3 separate regions of the Mus musculus genome follow, and all the other regions are linked to region 3. The links are chromatin contacts, called in public HiChIP or PLAC-seq maps. All regions are on one chromosome and are shown on one strand. The core of a region is the stretch at or near the end of the contact, and the rest is flanking DNA. Distances in the headings are between cores, read along the strand shown.

Region 1 (4,000 bases), core at 160-2,659, 130 kb before region 3:
TGAACCATCTCTCCAGCCCTCTCTCTCCAGTCTTATCTCTGGGCTCCCATGATCCTTCCTTTTAGGGGCCTTTACAAGGGCTCTTCTTTGTGCCTGGAGCATTCCATTTACATCTCAGTTTATCTTGTAAGCATTTTAAGCATCTTTGTGTTCTGCAAAATACAATCTGGTGGCTGTCACCCTGTAACCTCCCCACCCTCAGCCTGAAACCTGTTTGCTCAGGTTTCACTGTTATCTAGAAGAGAGCATGGGGTGGAGTCTGCCGCCCTATCGTTCTGCCACTCCCACTGCTGCTACCTGCTACCTGCTGCCTAACTGTTCTGGAGCCAAGCATGTGGTCACCTGCAACTGGACTCCAGGATTGTTTGGTGGGAATGGGCCCCTCCCCCTTCTTCATAACCCGGTACACTGAATAGTAAAATTGATCTTTAATCAGAATCTGGTTTGTCTTAGCTCCTTCTTTCTCCTGTCTGTCTAGTTCCTTTTCTTTCAGCTCGAGTCTGCCATCTCAGCCGTACCCGTTCCTCGCGAGCTGCTGGACGGCCCACAACATCACCCCACACAGTTCCATGCACAGCCCCTCTCCTTTGCTGGTCTTTTTTTCAGTCAGCAGTTGCTCGCTTATAAGCTGTTTCGTGAAATACAACGGAGGTTCAGATGGACTGAGGGCCTTTTCCAGAAGCCAAAGCAGAATCTGGAAACGTAATGTTGAACTTGAGACTCTGTCTCAACTTTGGGAGATGAGGGTCAGTACTCACTGACAATTTGACAGGATCTAGAATGCCTAGGAACCCAACCTCTAGTAATGTTTTGAGGGGGGTTTCAGATGAGGTAAATAGAGGTGGGAAGGCTGAATTCAAATGTAGGTAGTGCCATCCCACATTGGGGTTCTGGACTGAAGCAAAAAGGAGAAAAATGAGCCAAGCATCTACATTCATCTTTATTTCCTGGCCATGGATTAAATGTGACCAGCTGTCTCATACTCCTGTCCCCATGCTTTCCCCACCATGATGGACAGGACCCTCAAACTGTGAGGGAAAATAAACCCTTAATCCCTTATTCTGCTTTTTTTTTTTTTGGTCACAGCCATGAGAAAAATACCCAGTACTAATAAATGGTTTCATAATTATATTGCTTCATTGTGTTCAAGTATGTTCATAGTAAAGCTGGACTTGATGGTCCTATAATCCTAGCACCCAAGAGTTTGACCAGAAAGGTCAAGAATTCAAGGCTAGGCTAAGCTACACAGCAAGCTCAAGGCTGAGTCTTATAGCAAGATCCTGTCTCAAGTAACAGCAACAACACAACCAAGCAGACAGAAATGTCTTCGTGACTCGGTCCCATGCCTCAGTCTTCAGCCTATGTCTTTTTCCTCATCAAAGGTGTCTCCATGGTGAGATGAGAGAGAAGTGGCTTTTGTTGGTTCTTGGGGTGTCAACAAACATGAGGTGGGAGAAGGATGTGGGCAAGCATCAGCCTGAAAGATAGCTCGAACTCTGATACCCGACTGAGATCTTTTATCAAAGCCATGAGCCCAGAGGAGCCACTGCTTAGAACCATCTGAATTCTATACTTCAATCCTGAACACTACTACAGCAGGGTGTTTGTGACTGACTCTTGGTTATTTCCCATCATTCGATCCATCTCCACCAATGGATGCACAGTGTGGCTTTGAGGACGATACGTGCTAGTGTTGTACAGAAAGTCAACTAAATTCTATGAAAAGGAAAAAACCTCCCAAAGTGGCTCTAAGAAATGAAATATCACCCTCACCTGATTTAGCAGGACCCAGGTTCCAGCTTGCTTTATAATTCCTCTATTCTAATTTGTTTTGAGTCTGGGTTTCATTTTGTTTTGTTTTGTTTAAGTAATAAGACAGTGGATGTTAAAGGCTTTTGTCTCAGCTAGCTACATTTGTCATTAATTACAACTAGGAAAGGTTTACCCATTATCAACACAGATTGGTTACCTTCATTTAACTCCCTTTTAACATCTTTGCCAGTGTCTTTTTCTTATTTTTGAGTCATCTGTAATACTTTGTTCAGTAAGGTGATCTGTCTGCTCTTTATTGGAGTCCTTGTGCATCTGAGGCCATTTCCCTAACAGAAGAAAATGTGGTTGCAGGACAATTTCTGATCCATGGAAAAATCAAATTATATTGTGATTGCATCTATTATTCTGGTAAATCTCAGAGATTTGTAACTCTTTAACTGTGAATCAATCTTCCTTCCTTCCTTCTTTCCTTCTTTTCTGTTTAAAATATTTTTTGATGCCAAATTAAATCACTCCAGGGATAGCTTAAACAGCAGTCAAACGCATCAGCTGCCCTACCCCTGTTAACGTGCTTAGCGCTCTGTCTAAGTCATTTATCACATTAGCAACACAATATTGTGACATTTACTCAGCCTTCCATTTGTCTGGTGTCCAGTATTCAGTGATAATTAATTCATAGATAGTACTGGCCACTTCCCATCTGTCTCAACTGCTGCTACTGTCCCTGAGACAGAAGACCCTGCCAAAGACTCAGCTACTTTATTCCTGGTCTTTTATTAATTTACATTTTGACTTTGGCTTTGGGGTTGTCTCTGTCAGCAGCTAGACAGACTGAGAATCTGCCATCCTCATGATTGCCTGCTGTGACCCCATCTCTTGCTTCTTCAGTCAAGACTTGATGCCTGTAAGTGGTGCCAGGGAGACCACGTATGTGGTCGTATAGGACTTGGCCCAGAATCTAACTACACAACAGGAAGCCAACAATTTAGATTTTGTTCACACCTAGTGATGTGCAATGCCCTTGATCTAGAGCCAGCATCTAGGAGTCTGGGTATCATTTCCCTGCTGGGTAATGTTTCTATCCCATTAGGTTACCCTGAACTGGTCCTCAGCCAGTTTCCTGGAATGTCCTTCACCTCTACAGAGAACAGAATGGAAGCTTCTGTGATAAGACGTTATTGTAATTTGTATAAGTTACTTATGTCCTCTTTTTCTTTCCGATTATGAAAATACTAGCCATTGGGTCCACAGGCCTTCCTCTGCTATGACTAAAGTGAGCACAATGCGATCATCTCACACCAGCCATGCCTGGGGAATCACTGCAGAGGGCTCAGGTTCCTCCTTCAGTCTGGATGGTAAAGGAACATGCCTCTATTTAACAGAGTTGCTGTTGTTCTTCCTCCTCCTCCTCTTTCTCTTCCTCTTTCTCTTCCTCCTCCTCCCCCTCCTCCCCCTCCTCCTCCTCCTTCTTCTTCTTTTCTTCTTTTTCTCCTTCTTCAGTTTTTGCTTTTACATCCTGAATGCTGAGATCAAAGGAGTGTGACACCACGCCTGGTTTCTTCTTTAAAATATTTAAACTTAAAAAATGTTTTTTGATAATTTTATACTTGAGTACAGGATTCACATAATTTCTGCCCCTTCCTCTCTCCTTTTCAACTCCTCCTCACTCTCTCAAATTCATGTGTTATTCTTTAGTTATTGATTATATATGTATATGTATATATATGTATATGTATATTACATATGCATTATAGCTCCTGTTGAGTGCAATTAGAACTGTACCTGTGTATGTATATATGTTTAGGGGTGAGCACTTGGGATTGCATAACCTAACAGAGGCTTGTCCTATGAGAAGACTGACTCTCCCTCTCTTGGCAGCTTTTAGTTACTTACAGACTTCATCTAGGGGTGGGACCTTATGGGAGAAAGCAATCGATAATCTTACCTGAGAGCTTTGGGACTGTCTAGACCACCTTAAACCTCTGAGATCTGTTGCGGCCCAAAACCCAGCTATGACTCCTATGGCAAACCACAACTGAGTCCAGCATAGCAAGATACCCCAAGGCTACAATAGTGACATTTACATCTTGAGGGTAACACAGTTGTTTAAATCCACTCAGCTAGGAGGAGATTTGTGGTTGGTATTGTAAATGTAGCCAACTACTTCTTTCTGGCTGGTGAAGTCATAGACCCTAAAGGAGTATCTATTACTATCACTTTCCTACAT
Region 2 (3,668 bases), core at 368-2,867, 150 kb after region 3:
CAGTAAGTGCATTATTTCTGGCACACACAACAGAACAACTTGATTAGTGAAATCTTTTAAAAGATGTCTACAGGGAAGAAAGATTATTAATTGGGCTCCGTGGTGGTTTGAATATGCTTGGACCAGGAAGTGGCACTATTAGGAAGTATGGACTTGTTGGAGGAAGTGTGTCACTGTGACGGTGGGCAATGAGACCCTCCTCCTAACCACGTGGAAGCCAGTCTTCTCCTATCAGCCTTCAGAACTCTCAGTTCCTCCTGCACCATGCCTGCCTGGATGCTCCTGCTTTGATGATAATGGACTGAACTTCTGAACCTGTAAGCCAGCCCCAATTAAATGTTATCCTCACTAGAGTTGCCTTGGTCATCATGTCTGTTCTCAACAATGAAACCCTAACTAAGACAGGCTCCACACACTGGATTTTTTAAGAATGCCAACCTAGCTGTCTGATCTTTTCATTTGCCTACTTGCTCAGAATCTGGCTACTAGGAGCCTAAGGACCAGACTCCAGGGGCAGCTCAAATAGGGGACAGAAGATTCACTGAGGTGTGATTCTGATTCCCATGTTCATGTCCTTGTCTTCCCATGAACTCACCCACCAAGTCTATTTGGGACTCATATATCCTATGACCTTCTCTGCCTCTGACCCCAAAGCCTAAACTTAGGTGCCCATCCTGGGGATAGTGAGTTTCTCAGATCCACTGAAACCCTGCAATCTGGGATGTAGGATGCACAGCTTGAGTTGCCAAAGGAGGGGAACACTGCCAGATCACAGTGGAACAGTGAAGTCCCCCAGGTCTGGGCAGCCCGGGCCAGACCATGTTCCACTGTGAGGAGACAGGCGCAAGGTTAGGACCCTGGGGAGGACACAGGAGCATCCATTTATCTGGGCAGTGCTGATCCCCAGGGCAGCAAAACCCATTGCCACTCCATGCTTCGGAAGTGGCTGGCACAGGCCCTGCCCACCTGTTCTCTTTCCCATTCCCGCTGGGAGGCTGGTACACACTGATCTGTACAACCCCAGCCCAGCCTCGTCTCGCCTCAGTGACTTCAGAAGCCTGGCCATATTACAGAACCAATAGACAGAAGAGGCCTGGGCCACAAGAATGCCACTACAGGGAGAAAAGATTTCGGGTTTTTTTTGTTGTTGTTGTTGTTGTTGTTGGTGGTGGTGGTGGTGTTTTGTTTTGTTTTTAATGAAGAGACGCCTCTTGTCTAAGGGGGGAGAGTGCAGCTCTAAGCTGTGTTCCTGAAATACCAGGATGTGTTCACCATCTCTTGCACTGTGACAGCCTCAGAACTGAAGGAGCTTTCAGAGAAGGCAGGGTGGAACTTACAACACTATAAACAAACATCCACAGTGCCTGCTTAGCTCCACTAGGAGTCGGTTAACAACTGTGTCTGCACTGGGGACTGGCGAGGTCAAATTAGCTGTGAACATCCCCGCTCTGGGCAAGGGACGTCCCTCCTCACTGAGAGCATGGGTATCTGAGTCCCAGGCACAATCTAAAACAGACAATGTCCTGTTTAGGGGTTTCTCCTAACAACCATGAGTGAGTCTGGCCCATTAAGACTGCACAGGCCTGCAGAGCCTTTCCTTGAACAACCCAGGTGAGGAACTTGCAGAAACAAAGGGAAATAGCGCCCTCTAGTGACAGATTTCTCAAAGACAGGGCCTCACTGTTGTTCCAAGAAAGGCCACCTGGGTTTCTCTCTGCTCAGAAGAAAGTGAAGGCAGGATCCCTCTGTATGTCTCCTTATCTCTGGCCTCAGTAGTCCCATAACCATGGTGACCCTCAGGGGTGACTTACAAGCACATTCCTTGTCCTGTATTAAGAACACACATTCTCAACAACATGACAATAGCAGCTCTGGCTCCTGATACACACAGCAAATGAACGTCTAAAACAAATCACCCTGCTTGATGCTGCTCCCTGGACCACCAGAGCATGTGTCAGGACCTAGGGAGCTCGGCAGACTCCCTGATGGGGTCAGTACAAGAGGAGACAACCTGATCCAGGTTTCTGCATCTCTTAAGGGTCTCTTCAGTAGAAAATGCACCCAGACAGGGAAAGACCAAAGAAACCAGATTACTGCACACCGTGTATTTGCAACTCCTGCTGGGCTTTCCCTCCCTCTCCCTGCCTCTTTCCTCCCCTGTCCCTTCTACCCCTGTCCATCCAATGCTCGTGGCTTAATTCCCTATCGGCTGTGAGTCAATTGACCCTCTGGTCCAGCAGTTCTCTGAATGTCGAGAGTCCCCTGGCTCTGATTATCACACACAGAATATTCCAGCTCCACTCTACTAGTGACACATCACAAGCCAGAAGAAAACTTGGAAGTAAAGGCTGGCCACAGGGAGAGAGGCCATATGTGGAAGAGCTGTATCTCTACACTTAAGTCCTCAGCCCTCTGCTTGGGAACGTGACCTTGTTCGGAAATCAGGCCACTGCAGATGGCGCTGACAGGTCGAGATGGAGTCCTGATCCAACATGACTGTTGTCCCCAGGAAACAGAGAAATTAGGACACACCTGCACATAGGGAGGGCACCATATGGGCATGAGGCTGCGGGTCAGAGTGTCACATCCGTCAGGCACAGAGTGACAAAGATGGCCAGTAAACTTTCAGAAGCTAGGGGACAGCACAGCAGAACAGTCACTTCACAGTACTCTATGGGGTCAACCCAACCCACAACTTCACGTTGGACTTCTGCCTTCCAGAACTATAGTCAGTACACTGGTACTCCGGCCATCCTGTGTGTTTTCTTCCTCCACCTCTGCTGACGTTCCACCATCTTCCACACCACTTACCTACTAATCATAAAGACAGGCATATAGGGCACAGGTACCCAACCCCCCCCCCCCAGCCCTCACTTCCATAGCAGACATCATTAATTGATTAAGACATACTAAGAATTGACAGAGGGCCCCAGAATCCCTCGCAATCCAGGAGTCCTGGAGACTGCACATAAAAATCTACCAGAGAGAGTTGGCATGACAACATAAGCCAACTCAGTGTTCTTAGACTAGTCAGGGCAAAGGCAGTATGTTTCCCCTTCAAATCTCTTCCACCCCTGAGCCTTGTACTTTGTAATCTGTAAATACTCCATGAGTTGTATACCTAACAAATACTTGCTAAATGGGTATATTTTAAGGTTCGGGTCCAGAAGAGACAAGAGAGTGACAGATAAATCTGATAGGACTTGCTGAGACATTTTCCACCATGAGTCAGGACAGCACCTCCTTCACCAACAACAAACATTTCTTCAACATCTGCTACCTCAGTGTGATGGTTTGTAATGCTTGGCCCAGGGAGTAGCACTGTTGGGAGGTATGGTCTTATTGGAGTAGGTGTGGCCTGGTGGGTGTGGGCTTTAATACCCTTGCTCTAGCTGCTTGGGAGTCAGCCTTCCACTAGCAGCCTTCATATGAAGACGTAGAACTCTCAGATCCTCCTGCACCATGCCTAGTTGCTGCCATTTCCCACCTTGGCGATAATGGACTGAACCTCTAAACCTGTAAGCCAGCCCGTTAAATGATGTCATTTATAAAAGTTGCCTTGGTCATGGTGTCTGTTCACAGCAGTAAAACCCAAACTAAGATGCACCTGCTCTATGAGGGCTGGGGTAGAGTTTGGATTCAATGGTGAAGCAAAGATCCTAAAATAT
Region 3 (3,950 bases), core at 840-3,339:
GGAGCTCTTACGGAGGAGCACTGTCCTATCTAAGATGTCTGAGGGAGCTAAACCCGTTTCCACAGCATCAGCAGCCATCCGTGTTCTGCAGCAGCACAGAGGAGGCCCGCACCAGAGCCTGACCATGCTGACAGGCTGACTGTGGACTGTAGGCTTTGGAATAACCAGAAACACATCTTTGTCACTTAGGATCCAGCAGGCCTGTTGCACTTTTATAGTCTCTTCACTCTAGTGGCCATCTCCTGCTGGGCTGGGACACTCAGCACCACCCTCCCTGGCATACCCCACTCTGTCTCCCAAAGCCTTGTTATTTGGTTCTCCACATTGCTAGTGAGGTCAGGTTTCCTCAAACCTCACCTCCCAGATCCAGTGTACTCTCAGCTCCAGGGTTTGGGGGAGCCTTGAGGTTCCTCATCTTGTTCCCCAGGTAGTTTTTCCTCCTTTCCTGCTAGGTGCTCATCAATGCTCCCTCTCTGCTGCCTTTGATGGAAGCTTCTGCAAGCTTCAGTGCCAACAGAGGTGTTGTTCCTCCCCTCAGCCAGCAATGGGGTCAAAGGATCGAATCATCCATTACTGTCGTGCAAACTTTCAGTTAGCAGAAGGCCACCCTATCCTCAAGATTCAATCCATAATTAATAGCAGCATGGACCTTCTTAGACTTGACAAACCTTGAGAATTGTTCTTTAATAAGAATGAAAGTCCTGTTCTATTTCCCCACCAGGGCAGGGGCTTCCTTCCTATTGATTGATATGTTCTTGCCTACACAGAAACTCTACCGAGTCGATAAGCATGGACAAAAGCTATATCTACTCCTCCTTACTCTAAAAAAGCAAGAAATAATATGTTTCCATGTGAAAGGGGAGGGGGCTGGAGAGATGGCTTGGAGCACTTCTTGTTCTTGCAGATGACGTGGGTTTGGCTCCTGGCACCTACATGGTGGCTGTGTTTCTGGTCATTCAAAAGCTTGGACGTCCACAGTCAGAGCATTAGCATCGTCAGGCTCTGTTGGCAGCCACATCCATCCATATAACTCCAGTTGCAGGAAGTCCAGCGCCCTCTTCTGACCTCTTCCGAGGGCCCCGGCCATGCATAGGGCACATAGACACACACAAGCAAAACCACTCACACATACAAAATAAATAAATCCTTAGAAGAAATAAAAATAAAAGGTATATAAGAATAATAAAACATAAGGAGTTTAGGCAATCTACGTTTACTATTCAAGGAAAATGGATGGTGAAACATCAAAGGCAGAAAGAAAGCTCATGTTAGAGCAGATAAGAGACAGTGTTAATGAAAAACAGAAACCATCACCAGGAACAAGTGGCAGTCTTGAGAAATACTGTCAGCTTATGTCAGCTTTGCCATCAATATAGGGAGCTGTTTTAAAACCAATAAAAAGGGCTGGGAATAGAGTTCCGTGCATAGAGTTCAATCCCCAGCGCCATGTAGACCAGACCTGCCCACACCAGACAGAGGAAGGAGGATTAGAAGTTCAAGGTTACCATGGCTACAGAGGGAGTTCAAGGCTGTCTAGGGAGACAAGAGATCCTACCTCAAAATATACAGTAACAGCACAACAAAAATAAATAATAAACAAACCTGTCATCCCACAACAACAACAAAAAAGAGGAAACTATTATAAGCAAAAAAATAAAGAAGCCATTTAATAAAAACAAGTAGACATGAAGCTGAATGTGTAAGTGTGCAGGTCCATGAGCACGTGACTGCGTGCAGATAATTAAGTGAATGTGAAAAGGAGGTCACTGAGGCTCTGCAGTGAGAGTTGTCGCCCCACTAAGAGCTGGGTGAATCTGTTCTGCAGCTTTCATGGTGAGGGCAACACCTTGTTGCTTCAGTCTACACACAATAATAGACTGTGTCCTTCCCCAAACTCCAATGTTGCTGACACAAATGTCTCTGGAGTGAGGGAGGGCCTGCGAGTGGGGATGAGGTGGGCTGACTCCTGTCTCCGGAATGGGATTGAGATTCTTGTAGAAGAGGAACCACACAGCAGCGTTTAACCCTGCTGACTCACCTTTGCTATTCAAACAGCCCTCATCATCCCATGCGCCACAGTTTGTAACTTCTAAGAAGGATGTCATCAGACCCCCGGCACAGTGGCCATGGACTTCCTGGTCTGGAGAACTGTGGGAAATGGGTTTCTATTTTTAGTAAACTACCCTCGTCTGTCCTCTTCTGTTACAGCAACAGAGACTAACTGAAACTGAAAGTTTCACCAAACGACCCCGTCTTCAAACTGGACACATGAGCAGCATATGCCTCTTCAGAGATGTTGCTATCATCAAAAGTGGAAAAAGGAGAAAGAGAAGGGCCTACTCTAGGCTGGACGGGGCCAAGGAGGTATGACAATTAAGTATGTACTGCTCCTAGATCAGGTCAGGGCTGAACACCACTACAACTGGTATGTGGACGATCAATGGATTTCATGTGCTTGCACGGTATGCAGTATTAGCCTGAAGACGTTTAATTGCTTGAGTTTTGTCGCAATTTTGGGATTTAAAAAAAAAAAAAAAAAAACCCAAAAACCAAAGTTGTATTTTAGGTGTCCTACTTAAATATTTTGAGACTAAATATTTTGGCAGTTACAATTTAAGCTCAAAAATGATTGGCCAGTGAAAAGGGGAAAAAGAGGAGGGAGGGGAGGATCGGGAAGGAGAGAGTAGGCCAGTACTCAGCTGACATCACAGACGGTTAACAATGGATGAATCTTAGGTGGAGAAAGAAATGTGTGTTCCTCAGATGGTAATTCTTGCAACTTTTCTATAGATTAAAGTATTTTTAAAATTGAAAATTATTATTTTAAAATAAATAGAAGTCCAAAGAAAGACAGATAAATGGATCAACATTGTTAAATAAATGACTGATAAACATTTAAAAATGAGAATCCCAGCTTTTAGTTACTAGGGTCAGGACTAAGAATATAAAAACAAATAGTGGCTCATTATAAAGGGCTACACGGCAAGAAAAATGAGCAACAGCGAAAGCTGAGTGTGGTCATGTGTGCCTGAAGTTCCAGCTCTTCAGAAGGGTGAGGTCAAAGGATCCAGAATCAAGCTTACAGAAGCAGCTTAGTGAGACCTCAGCTTAAAAACTAAAGAAACAAAATCAAAAGCCCAGTGGATACAGTGAGTGAGAAGAAGAATATGTCAGACAAAAGAGTGTAAACTCTGACTCCACTTACCCAAGGCCACAGAGGGGCCTGAACTCAGCAGAAGCCAAGGCCTCAGATGGGCTTCCGGGCAGAAGCCAGGGCCAGAGACCGGGCTTCAATGCACTGACAATCTTGCTCTTGTCCTGAGTCTGCCCACACTGGGAATTCCCTTCATTATAGATCCTTATTATTGATATTTGTGTTTACATGTTGCACTTCAGTAAAAATAATAAGTAGACATGACTAGGAAGCTGGGAAGATGGCTTAGTCAGTAAAGTGCTTGCTGTTCAGTTCAGAGTGCTTGTTAATCCTGGCACTGGAGAGGTGGCCATGAGTGCGTTCCTAGCAATCACTAGCCAAAAGGACAGAGACCTTGTCTCAAAAACCGAGATGCACAGATCATGGGGAATAACACCTAGGGTTGACCTCTAGCTGCATGTGTGTACACACTCACAGACGCATACACATAAACATGCATGCACATGCACACATATGCATGTATATACACATACACAAACATACATACACTAAAAACAAGAGAAGAGAAACAGGGTGAGGCCAGCAAGATGACTCAGTAGACAAAGGTCTGTTGATAACAAACCTGGAGACCTGAATCCCATCCCGGAACTCCCATGGTGGGAGAAGAGAACTGATTCCAACCAGCTATCCTCTGGCCTCCATACCTGTGCTGTGGGACACACTGTAGGACCTGAGCTTGTGGCCATACACATACACTAAATAAATGTAATAGGTAAATAATAAAGAAAAAGTCTGC

Evidence for each region. HiChIP or PLAC-seq counts read pairs in DNA pulled down with a chosen protein or histone mark.
Region 1: a BATF HiChIP or PLAC-seq map of CD8 T cells shows a contact between it and region 3, with 6 read pairs. The contact joins the enhancer-like site here to the promoter of Glrp1 in region 3. A contact is called at or near these places in 1 of 39 promoter capture datasets (macrophages), 3 of 484 Hi-C or Micro-C datasets (CD4 T cells, the G1E-ER4 cell line and nephron progenitors), 7 of 115 datasets of contacts at active chromatin or transcription factors (CD8 T cells, the NIH/3T3 cell line, acute myeloid leukemia and 4 more) and 3 of 9 other capture datasets (adipose tissue, liver and macrophages).
Region 2: a FOXA1 HiChIP or PLAC-seq map of pancreatic cancer cells shows a contact between it and region 3. The contact joins the enhancer-like site here to the promoter of Glrp1 in region 3. A contact is called at or near these places in 1 of 39 promoter capture datasets (the HPC-7 cell line), 1 of 484 Hi-C or Micro-C datasets (embryonic stem cells), 2 of 115 datasets of contacts at active chromatin or transcription factors (extraembryonic endoderm stem cells and pancreatic cancer cells) and 1 of 9 other capture datasets (macrophages).

What each region holds. Positions count from the first base shown.
Region 1 is chr1:88,642,065-88,646,064 of GRCm38.p6, reverse strand. No RefSeq gene overlaps it. Among named protein-coding and RNA genes, the nearest start is that of Arl4c, 58 kb to the left of the region's middle. Within about 2 kb of position 1,409, at least 27 of the 459 cell types and tissues checked have an H3K27ac peak or open chromatin away from gene starts, as enhancers often do. A contact at or near this core is called in CD8 T cells, where this site is marked.
Region 2 is chr1:88,355,615-88,359,282 of GRCm38.p6, reverse strand. All of the region lies in intron 18 of Trpm8 (transient receptor potential cation channel, subfamily M, member 8), which reads right to left. Among named protein-coding and RNA genes, the nearest start is that of Gm51639, 26 kb to the right of the region's middle. Within about 2 kb of position 1,617, at least 21 of the 459 cell types and tissues checked have an H3K27ac peak or open chromatin away from gene starts, as enhancers often do. A contact at or near this core is called in pancreatic cancer cells, where this site is marked.
Region 3 is chr1:88,508,205-88,512,154 of GRCm38.p6, reverse strand. It overlaps Glrp1 (glutamine repeat protein 1), which reads left to right and starts at 2,089. Exons shown (of 3, transcript NM_008132.2): 1 at 2,089-2,364. The coding sequence starts at 2,269.